2 separate regions of the Rattus norvegicus genome follow, and region 1 is linked to region 2. The links are chromatin contacts, called in public Hi-C maps. All regions are on one chromosome and are shown on one strand. The core of a region is the stretch at or near the end of the contact, and the rest is flanking DNA. Distances in the headings are between cores, read along the strand shown.

Evidence for each region. Hi-C and Micro-C count contacts between places; a contact is called where the count stands out from the background.
Region 1: a Hi-C map of the A7r5 cell line shows a contact between it and region 2, with 5 times the contacts expected there. The contact joins the promoter of Lyrm9l1 here to the promoter of Tmem97 in region 2. A contact is called at or near these places in 11 of 12 Hi-C or Micro-C datasets (the A7r5 cell line, the Rat2 cell line, Schwann cells and 7 more) and 1 of 1 datasets of contacts at active chromatin or transcription factors (oligodendrocytes).

Annotation. Positions count from the first base shown.
Region 1 is chr10:64,222,291-64,227,927 of GRCr8, reverse strand. It overlaps Lyrm9l1 (LYR motif containing 9 like 1), which reads left to right and starts at 2,454. Exons shown (of 2, transcript XM_039087352.1): 1 at 2,454-3,402; 2 at 3,839-5,138. The coding sequence starts at 3,381. The coding sequence ends at 4,257. It overlaps Lyrm9 (LYR motif containing 9), which reads right to left and starts at 4,165. Exons shown (of 4, transcript NM_001173471.1): 1 at 4,118-4,165.
Region 2 is chr10:63,943,345-63,949,173 of GRCr8, reverse strand. Tmem97 (transmembrane protein 97) reads left to right here and starts at 3,815. Exons shown (of 3, transcript NM_001008334.1): 1 at 3,815-3,956. The coding sequence starts at 3,831.

The sequences.
Region 1 (5,637 bases), core at 1,205-3,704, 280 kb before region 2:
AGCAAAGAATCCCAGCCCCAGTTCAAAGGGCTTCAAGAGAATTCCTATGTAGGAAAGGCTCAGACTGATCATTCTAGCCCCAAAACAGTGTAACTTGTAAGCATCTAGCACCCTCCAGACAGGAGAGGCAGTAGCAGTACCACTCCTGCCTGCCCCCAGGACTGATTAAGCTGTATGGCAGGTGAATCTCTCCACATCTTCTGGCCCACATTTCCTGGTGCTCTCTAAGTGTAAATCTGCCACAGACACAGGTAGAGCAGGTAGACAGGAATTGGTTCCAATGCTCAGGAGGAAGCTGTGGTAACCTCAGAAAGGCCTTGTCACCCTGTTTCACTCTAGCCCTGACTTCCAGCTCAGGCCCTCACCTGGATTAAAGGAAGGGCATCAACCTGTGTGCAAGGAAGGCCTGGCAGCCATTCTCCGAGGGTGGTTACAGTGCTTCATCAACCAACCCCTCAACCAAAACCTTTCTACAGCTGCGCACCAGCTGACACTGTCCCGTCTGTATGAACCTTCCAATGCCGTTGGGAATCCCATGTGGCTATGTAGTGTTTGCTCATGCTCAGATGATGCGGGTACAGCCGTTACACGTATTAAAAGGAGATATCTGCTGGGTGGTGGGGCTCATGCCTTTAATCCCAGCACTTAAAAGGCAAAGGCAGGTAGATCTTTGAGTTCAAGGCCAGCCTGGTCTACAGAGCAAGTTCCAGGACAGCCAAGGCTACACAGAGAAACCCTGTCTTGAAAAACTGAGAGGGGTGTGTGTGTGTGTGTGTGTGTGTGTTTTCTAGGCTCTACAACTATTTCCAAACAGTTCAACAAAAGCCAATCCACAGACAGAAGGGACAAACTAAGAAGCACAAGAAAAGTTAAGAGTGTTTCTACTCATAGTCTGAGCTCTATCCTGATCACCTGGCTGGCGATCCATCGCTCAAAGCGGACTGACTCCCTCAGTTCCTCTGTCATCCCCCTTCCAGCACAGAAATGGAAGACATTACCATCTCCCACACCCCACTCCGAGCTTCTCATCCTCCCCACTCCCCCTCATCCCGCCTCCCTCCCCTCCACGCTCAGGTACACCGAGAGTGTGAGAGTGTGAGAAACAGCGGATTGATTGTGTTCGGACCAGTTCCATGAACAATGACCCTGTCAACTCCCCTGACCTGAGAATTCAAGGAATGCAGCCCAGACTGCATTCTCTGCTCAGACCTTCGTGACCCTGCATCCACTTCAAAGTACCTTTCTCCATAAACTATTATTAAGTTGGCGTCCCCATCTTGTACTATCTAATACAGAGTCCCAGTTGGCCACACAATCTCTTCGATGCCTGACTTATTTAAGTCATCTCTCTTTAATGAAAGCACAGAAACAATCACACACCAAGACAAAGAGAATTGGTCTGGACTATCCTTAGCATAGTTCATCCATGTAACTAACATCTTCCCAAGCATCTGAGTGTACAGGGTCTGGGGACCACTAAGAAGACCAACACCTTATTTATCCAGAATCTTCTACAAAGCTGATGTCATATTTGATCACCTCATCACCCAGAGGCTAATTAGTTCATTATGACAGCTTTTCACATATTACCTCATTAAACAAAATATTATAGAAGGTATTGTTGGCCCCATTTTAGATAAAGAAAGCAAGGCTCAGAGAAGCTTTGATTTGTCAGTGGCCAAATAGCTGTGGACAGTTAGGCAGGGAACTAACCATAAGTCTCTTTGATTCAGAAGCTCACAATCTTACTTGCATCCCTGACATCTGCTAAACGGGTATATCTAAGAATGCTAAGGTTGGGACAGGGGTGTAACCCAGTGTTAAGAGCAACTCCCAAACATGTGTGAATCCCTGAATTAAGTTCCCAGAACTAAAACAAAATACCCCATCCAAAAAGAACTCTCCTGGGCCTATGCAAAAACAGCCTCAGTCACTGATAAGCTTACTTGACCATTATTCACAACTTAGCCACAAATCTTTGTTCCAGACCTTTCAGAAATACAATGGCATTGTAGCACTCTCTCAAACATAGATGGAAAAGAAATCAGACTAATGTCAATTACACACACACACACACACACACACACACAATCTTACAGAGATAGGATGACTTAGACACAGGCCTTACAATCTGAGTTCAAGCACCTGGATCCCACAAGGTGGCAGGAGAGTACCAATTCCCAAAAGTTGTCCTCTGACATCCACACCTGACAACGCACACTCATTACACCCACTCACAAAACTGAATGGGTCTGGTGACAGCTCCCTGAAAAAGCACTCAGGAGGTAGAAACAGGAAGCCTGGGAGTTCAAGGTTCAGTCTAAGCTACATAACAAGGTCAGCCTGGGCTATCCAGGATCCTGTCTCAAAACTGAAACAAAATGGACGTACAAAATTTAAAGAACATGACCTATTGGGGGGTGAGGGAGGCTAAAGGGAACTTCCTGGGTGCCAGGTGACATGGCTGGCACGGTGCTAAGAAAGAACTCAGTGACAGGTAAGCTCAATGCTCTCACCACTCACCTGTGTCCTAACATGGGTCACCTAAAAATAATTGGAAAAAGACTCATACATTTAAAAAAGTAATGGAACTGCAGAAAATAACCCGAAAATTACACCCAATTGAGTGCTGATAAAAGCTAAATTTAAGCCTGCACCAGCCATTTTTTAAATATGCAATTAATCTTCATGATGGAGAAAGTTGAAAATAGGAATGGTTTGCTCCCTGCCCCCGCCCACCCTAGGGCTCCATCTGGCATATTTATGTTCTTCCAACAATCCTGCCTCCCCTCGTCCCTCTCCCACATAGCCAAGGTCAGCCCAGCCTCCCTACATTCCTACTGGCACACCCTTCAGTCCCAGCTTTGCGTCCACCCCTGTGGGAGGTGAGGATGCTGGAAATGAATCCTGGGGCTTGACCGTGCCTGACAACCTTTTTACCACTGGGCTGTTCCTAGCTCCCGATGAGCAGCTAAACTAATCAGTCTCTTCCTGGCCAATTCCCACGTGCCACCCAAGGATATTTCACACTTTATCCTTCTCTTTCTTTGGCCCCTATTATCTTATACCCAGAAGACAGGTATGTAATAGTAAGGACTTCAAATGAGTCCCAGGGGGCATCACTGGGTGCATAGAAAGATAAAATCTGATCCAGGCAGACCTCGGAAAATTATTCTGTAATAAAGAGAATGAAGCGCTTACATATGCTACCACGTGTGAGCCTTTAAGGAGGCATGTAAGACGCAGGAAATAACCAGAGCTACATATGATTAGTTCTATTTCTGTGAAATGTTCAGAACTAACAACATCTATGGAAAGCGGCTAAGTGATTGCCTAGTGCAGAGAAAAGGGAAGACACTGGAGAGGAGTGTTGCCAGCTAATGGAGATGGTTCTCTTTGAAGGTAAATGTCCTAAAATAGACAGTGGCGGTGGATGCACACCTGCGCACGCACATTCTAAAGGTTATTAAACGTGTGCAATTTAGCACTGGCCGGGAATCCCAGTATTTCTGGGAGGTTGAGGCAGGAGGATTAAGAGTTCAAGGTCGGGGCTGGAGAGTTGGCTCAGCGGTTAAGAGCACTGACTGCTCTTCCAAAGGTCCTGAGTTCAATTCCCAGCAACCACATGGTGGCTCACAACCATCTATAATGAGATCTGGGGTCATCTTCTGGCCTGCAGGCACACATGCAGACAGAAAGCTGTATGGATGTACATAATAAATAAATAAATATTTTTTTTAAAAAAAGAGTTCAAGGTCAGATTGGGTTATATATTGCAAAGACCAAAATTATTCCAGTAACAGGATGTTCCTGCACGTCTCCTCTTTGAAAACCATAGAACTGAGGCTGCCCCGGCCGAGTGCAGATGCCAGCAGCACATGGCGGAGACCTAGTTCCCGGCGTCCTCCGACACCGCATCCCGGCCTCCCACGCTCCTCCGCGGCACTGCAACTATGGCTGCGACAGGTGTCGCCGGCTCTCGGGGAAAGCCTGGAGCGCCCGCAGATCGCCCCCAGGGCTTCCACCGATCCCAGCACTGCAGGAAGCCTCGGTAATCCCCAGCCCGCCCCCGCCGCCCCCCTTGTCTCCGCCCAAGGGCCCGCGCAGCGTGGCTCACCCGCCTTCCCGGCGGACGCCAACTCGAGACACCGCGAGCGACACGATTGCGCCTGCGCGGCGGAAGCAAGCGCAGCCCCGCCCCCGCCCGGTACCGGAGCGCCCTCTGTGGGCCACCCGAGGGACTCGGGGTCCTACTGAGTGCGGGCTTCCTAAATCCGACCCCACCCTGTTGGCTAGACCTGTGCACAGCCTGCTTTCCCTTGTCTTCCTTACTACCTTGGATACAAGCTCTAATGGCAAGCTCTTCCTCATATTCCCACGAATGGATAGAATATTAGGGGTGCCCTAAAGCACCCTGTGTAAAGGCGTCTTGAAGGACGTGTCCTTCCTGTTGTCATGTTGATGACAGGAATTATGTTTGGAAGGGAGTCTTCATTTTGAGTCACTTCATCAAATTATAGTCCCACAACACCTGTCAGAAGAATACATACGACAGTAATAGGCATGCTTCCTTTCAGACTCTGCTATAATTATAATCGAGGGAAAGAATACAGAATCTTAACTTGCAGCTACTGCCAGGATCATTCTTTGAAAATGAAATAATGCTGTTTCATTAAACGGGCTCTCCCAACTCGCGCGTGTTTAAAGTCAGAATGCTTCTCTGAATTGATTTAAATACAAGTTTTATATCCTGAAAGAAATAAAGACGAGTCTTTTTTCAGGAGACAAACGCCCTGTTCAATGAAGCTTCCAGCTTCTCTGGGACGCTGTCTGAAAGGCAGCAAGGGTACCGGTGGATAACATTGCTTCTCTTTATCTCTCTTCTCCGGGGTTTTTTAAATCTACCTGTAATGAAAAGCTGGTTTCCTTACACACACTCCTCCTGTAGTTGCTTTAACAAGACAATTTCTTTTATTTTGTTTCTTCATTTTTAAAAAGAAAACATTGTGTCCAGCAGCACTCAGAAATCTATTTTTCTTCCTCTTAGGAAGGAGGGGCTATTTCTTAACAGAACTTTTTCCTTTCCCTGATTCTTCTAGAACCCCACCGTCTGTCCCCACAACCATACACACAAAGCATCCCCCTTCCTCCTCCTTAGCTAACACACTACCCTGTCTTCAAATCTGTGTGGGAGGACTCTTCCTCTGGAATACCCAAGTAATTACCTTCATTTATTTTCAATATGTAGACTTGGACCAAATATATCTGAAAGATCCAATTGCACCCTCATAAATCAGCCTTCTTATTTACCCATGCATAATCACGGCATGTCATTAGTGCAGATCCAATCAATAAATCATTACACTTTTAGAGCCCTTACTAGGAGCAACCTGCTGGGACGCCAATCCACTCTCTCATTCAACATTAAGATCCTTTCATATTTTTAAGAAATTTCAGTCTGTTCTCTCAGCCCCACTCTTTTGTTCCTAGATCTCTGTGTTCCTGCTTCAGAAGCCTCATTCTAATACCTAGATCATAAAATATTCAAGAAGCAAGCTGTTAGCTTTACCTCCAAAAGGCTCCACCTTCCCTTGTCCTTGTGTTACTCCTGTCTTTACAGAGATACAACATTTATCT
Region 2 (5,829 bases), core at 2,566-5,065:
CCTGTAAGGCCTTCACCCAGGCAGGGTGGGGCTGACGGTGGCAGCCTTAGCAAAGGCGTAGTAGTTTCCATCAAACTAATCAAATTGGGAGTGAATTGGCTTCACCTTCACTGAGGCTGGTTCGTCTTTAAGGTTTGCTTAATCATGTTTCACAAGAAAAGAGTGTGCTCAGGGATTTCTTCACCCTCGTGTGTCTGCACCCACTTGCAAAGGTTTTTACCAACCTTATGCCATGTATCATGGCTCAATGCCTCCTTTTCAGGGAACCTTGGATTAACTTTCTGTATGAACTCCAAGAATTATTAGGAAAGTCTTGTCTGCATCATGACATCTTTCTTACCAACAACCTTTTTCAAATACCTTAACATATACTTCTCTGCTTTTTGCTTGACCCATTCTTATTTACCAAATCTTTATTCCTTTACCCAGCTCTATCTAACACTGGGAGGTTCAAGACACCCTAAGTGAAATCTGTCCCAAACCAAACTTACCCAAAATATTTACCTTCCCTTGTCTCAGTCCCTGTTCCTGGCACCACCTGCCAAGGACCACCCTCAGCTTAGAGAGAGGTTCCTGAGAGAAGAGGTGTTTGAAAGCAGCCAAAGAACAGCTCAAAGTCAATAGGGGGGTACAAGCTGACGGCCTTTGTTCTGCTCCATACGGCCTTCTGAAGATCTCCAGACAGCTCAGCTCTCACAAACCAAAGCCCAGTCTTTCATTTATATATCAATTCAATTGTCCATCCCAGGTTCCCCTTTGATTATCCCACCAATCAGCATTTTATTTTTAACTTAGCAAAACTTGACCCCCAGGAAAAGTCAGCAAACACATTTGTTTTAACATTGCAAATGAATTCAGAGATCTGCCTGCCTTTGTAAGCACAGACAATAAGCTAGTTGGTTGGGATCCGGCTCTGAGATCAGCACATCTGGGCTTCAGTTTGCTCTGTCCCAGGCTGACCTTGGTCTCAGGAATCTGCCTGCCTTTTTAATCTTTCTAACAAGCTGGCTAATAGTACAGCTGCCTCTGTTCTTTTAGGTCTCTGAAACCCCTCATATAATTCATATCACATCCTTATACTTTGCACAGTTGAGAAATTATATTTTTTTTAAGCTCATGTTTTCAGAGTTCTTTCCCACAGCCTTAGGGTTGACTTGCAGGTCACAGCATTAGTTTTTTTGTTTTGTTTTTTGGTTTTTTGTTTTGTTTTTGTTTTTACTAAGGACATAGATACTCCCTGACCTCCCAAACTCGTGCTGTCTCTAATTATCATGGAGTCATTAACCTTGATAGAGAGGACATTCCCCGATAACCTTGGCAGGGAAACAATTTCCCCAAAGAGCAACATGAAGTAAAAAGTATATTTTTTATACAAACAATCCTCACACCCAGCACCTCTCAATACTCAAGGAGCCTATGTTCTTCTGGCTCTGTTCCAGGGTCAGAAAACCATGTCACACTGTCCCTTCCTAGGCCAAGCAGGACACAGCAGAGCCAGCCTGATCTACAGAGTTCCAGGACAGCCAAGACTACACAGAGAAACCCTGTCTTGAAAAACTAAGGAAGAAAAAAAGGGAAGGAAAGGAAGGAAGGGAGAGAGGGAAGAAGGAAGGGAGGGAAGGAGGGAGGGAAGGAGGGAAGGAAGGAAGGAAGGAAGGAAGGAAGGAAGGAAGGAGAGAAGGGACTTTGGAGTATCTCTAAAAAGTTTTAGACACTGGACACTCATTCTTTGGCCCTGAGGTCCTGGGCAAACCACCTGAAAGTGGAACTCTGTTCTCAAATGGTCATCTACTTAGACTTTGCCCCTGTTGTTTTCTCTCCACCCTGCTCACTGCCCTCCTCACCCTGAGCGGTTACCTCAGAAACTGGCACCTGGCTTTGTCTAGGGTTTAACTTCCTCACAGCTGTTTGTTTCCCACATTCCTTGAAACCAGGTCACCTGCCTCCCCAAGGCCACATCTGAGGTTAAGGCCTGGCTCTGCCCTCACCCACCTTCCTCTGTTGTTCCCTCAGGGTGCTTGGATTCTCTGTGCATTGACCACATCTCCAGAGATCCTCCTCCTAGAGCATTGCAGCCAGGCCTTGAAGGCAGAATATCCTGACACCAGGAATACTACAATGCATCCTAAACTTCTGGCCCACTGACATCCTGAGCAGGGCCTAAGCCATTTACTTCTCTACTTTCTCTAGTTACCAGTGCCTGTGGCCTCATCCATCCCTGTCCTCCTTGGGTCCCACAGTCTATTACTTCAACCACTTGTTCGACTTCTTCAGCTCACCTTTATCTTCCTGACCACCCCCCTCCCAGATGCATCTAACATGCTTTCCCTGAGCAGACCCTACACTGGAGGAATCCGCCTAGGAGACTGGGCCCCCAGGTCAAGAGCCATCCACCTCAGCACTGCCAACTCTGCTGTCCTGGTACTATGGTAGCCACCGTTGGGCACACAGACTACCCTGCCTAAACTTAATCTTTGCTTTCCCTTAGGTATACTTCTTTTCTTCCTCCTCTGTGGACAGAAACTTCAAACCCATTTAGACATCCTAGTCTTCATTGAAAGGGGCACACTAGAGCAAGGTGCCCATGACTTAATTCCAACACTTGGGAGGCAGAGGTAGGGTGGATCTCTGTGAGGTTCAGACTAGCCTGGTCTACGTAGCTAGTTGCAAGCCAGACAGGGTCACATAGTGAGAGACCATCTTAAAAAATACAATAGAAAGAGAAGGACATATTTGGGTCTATTTCTCCACCTCTTCCTGACCAGTTGTCTACACTCTGCCTCCATTTCCCTACCTTCTGATTCATTGTTCTACAGCCATTGGGCTCCTGACTCATGGTGCTGGTGGATGCCACACAGTGTTAACTGTGACACAGCTACCCCATTCCTCCCTGTGACCATTATTCTCTTGGTTATCCCCTCCCATGACCCTCAAGATTCTGTATGACCTCTTAATGCGCTTTGCTCTCTAACCTTTGTCAAATGCTGTCTTACAAATCTAAACCAGGTTCATCCAACTGCCAGCTGCTCAAGGTCTCCTTGGTTGGTTGGTTTGGTCTGAGACAGGCTCTATGTATCCCTATGCTTGCCTGTAATTCTATGTAGACCAGGCTGGCCTAAACTTTACAGATTTCTGTCCACACCCGGCCCTTTGGGACTCTGGTTCAAATGGTACAGGAGATAAAACGAGGGGCTTCTTGAGGGCAAAGCAAATGCTCTCTATTTAGCAGCACCCAAGCCCTAACTATGCTCAGTGTCTACAAGAACTGAATTACTTTCCCTTGAACCCACTTCCCGTGTCTCCTAATCTCAACAAATAGTAGCCCCCGTCTTGCCCCAGATATCAGGACCCATCAGATAAAATTATTATTCGTGGGCTAGAAAGTGATTTTGGAGCCAGCGAGAAAGCCCGGCTGCCAGCGCTCCAAAACCGCCACTCTGCGCTCTGGCTTCACTGGTCGCGGGTCCCAATACGGAACAGAACCAGAGAATGAAAGACACAGGACACAGGGAACACAACCGCACACAGCCCCACACTTCGCACGCCCATCCGTGGACGTGGACCGCACAGAGCCCCGCCCCGTCGCGCGGTCCACCCAGCAGCCAATGGAAACCGCAGGTAGGCCGTCACTCAAACTATAGCCGGGGTGCCCCGCTGTCCTACGCCCACCCGCGAGCCGCGTCTGTTTCCTCCACCTCGACCAATAGGCACTGCCTACGTAAGCCGGGGGCCGGGCGGCGCGGCCCACAGCGCGGGCGCGGGGCTTCTAACCACGTCGCAGTCTCCTAACGCAGGCGTTGTTGGTCGTGTCTCAACTGACGGGAGGTAAAATGGGGGCTGTAACAGCCAGGCGCTGCGTCGAGTGGCTGCTGGGCCTCTACTTCGTCTCGCACATCCCCATCACGATGTTCATCGACCTGCAGGCGTTGCTGCCGCCCGAACTCTACCCGCAGGAGGTGAGGCTCAGGGGTCCCCACGTGGCCATCCCGATTTTTGTTGGCTCCGTGCCTGACTTCGACTCCAGCCGGCTGTCCCAAGCCGTTGATCACCGCTTTGTTCTTTTCAGAGCAGAACTGAGGGTGCAACCCAATGGTAGGGCGCATGTCTAGGAGGTCCTGGCTTCGAGCCCCATGTACTCGCCAAACCTTTGCAAACCCTTTGCCTGGGTATACTTCGCTCCCATGGTTCTACCTACAGCACGTGGCTGAGGGAAGTTGCCTGGGTGAACCAGCGTCTGTCACTTGTTGGATCTGTTGTGTTTGAATGGGCTCTAAAAGTCCAGTGTAATCCCAAGGGGGGTGGGGAGAACCCCACGTAGAATAAAGTGACTGAAGGGTTAGCCCTTGGTTCGTGCTGCATAGCAACCGTACACTTCTGGGTCTGAATCTAGCTTGAGCAGCAGTTGAGGAAATGCCGCTTTTTCAAGTCCGTTGTTTAAATTGAGTTTGAAGATGAGCTACCATTCCCTGCGCATTGGAGAGCATTCTTTGACCCAAACTTGAGGGACCTCACCACTTTATCTGGATCTGTAAACTCCATAGAATTCTGCATGCTTCTCCAATCTGCTGACTGACTTACCACCTAAAGATTTGATTTTTATCTCTAAAACGCTCTTTAAATTTTTCTTCTCTGCAGGGCAGTTCTTAATCCATAAATTCTAAATGGTGTCTGCAAATGACGTGTGCCTTGTGTCCTCTGAGAGGGCATGGCACTGGAACTGTCACCAGAGTTAGGATCAGCAATGTCACCCCCATTCCCTTGAGGTTTCTTTTTGGTTTGTTTGTGGAACCACACACTTATGAAGACCTTTGATCCACCGGGGAACCCGTAGGTAGTGTGTGGCAAGAGCACTGGTCTGTGGAGCTGCTTTCCCAAGAACTAACCGGCTGCCTATCTGGGCATGTTGAGGGCCCTGTGGCTCCTACTTTTTACCCCCCTAAAATAATAATCGTTCATTTGAGTACACTGCAAGAGGACCTCGGGCCAGACCAGTAACTGACATACCACCTGTATGTACCCACAGCTTTAGATTGTAAAGTCCAAGGCTCCTTGGTGAAAAACATTTGCCAGCATGCACGAAGCCCTGGATCAAATCCCAGCATCAAGTCAGTGTGTCTGCCTATCATGTTGTAGATTTGTTTCACTTCTCTAAAACACTGTCATAAATGCAGTGGCTTACTTTACCCCAACCTTATTCTTAGGCTGCTTGGAGGTTAGAAATTTAGAATGGTAGGTCTTGGACTCAAAGGCAGACTCTGCTCCTTACCTCTTCCAGTTTCGTGGTGGCCACCAGTGGGTTTGCAGAGCTGCGGATTACACTCAAGACCTCACGCTTGATATGCACACAGTTTACCCACTGAGCTACAGGTCTGGACCTTTCTTAGGTTGTGGCCCTTTCATTGCAGTCTCTGCAGGTCATCCATCATATTGTGATTTCATCTGTATTCACATCTCTCTGTGCCTTTCATAAGGTCACTTGTAATTCATTAGGACCCACCATGTAACCCAGGAAACCTCCCCTTTGAATATCCTTCTATACATCTGTGGTCCTGTTGGTCATGGGTTAGGACATGATACCTTTGAATGCTGTCCGTCTGCTGCCACAGAAGGACCGGAAAACTAAAGAGACAATCAAAACTTGCACTAGCTATAGCTGGCCGTGAAGAAGGGGAGTCACCACTTCTTTGGGGTTTGGTAGCAGTGGAGTAAAACCCAGGGCTTTGCATATTGAATTGAGCTGTACTGGATTTATAGGCATCACCTGGTTTGAGTGACAGGTTTTTGTTTTTTTTTTTACACTAGGGCTTCACTCCTTTGAAAAGCCTGCCT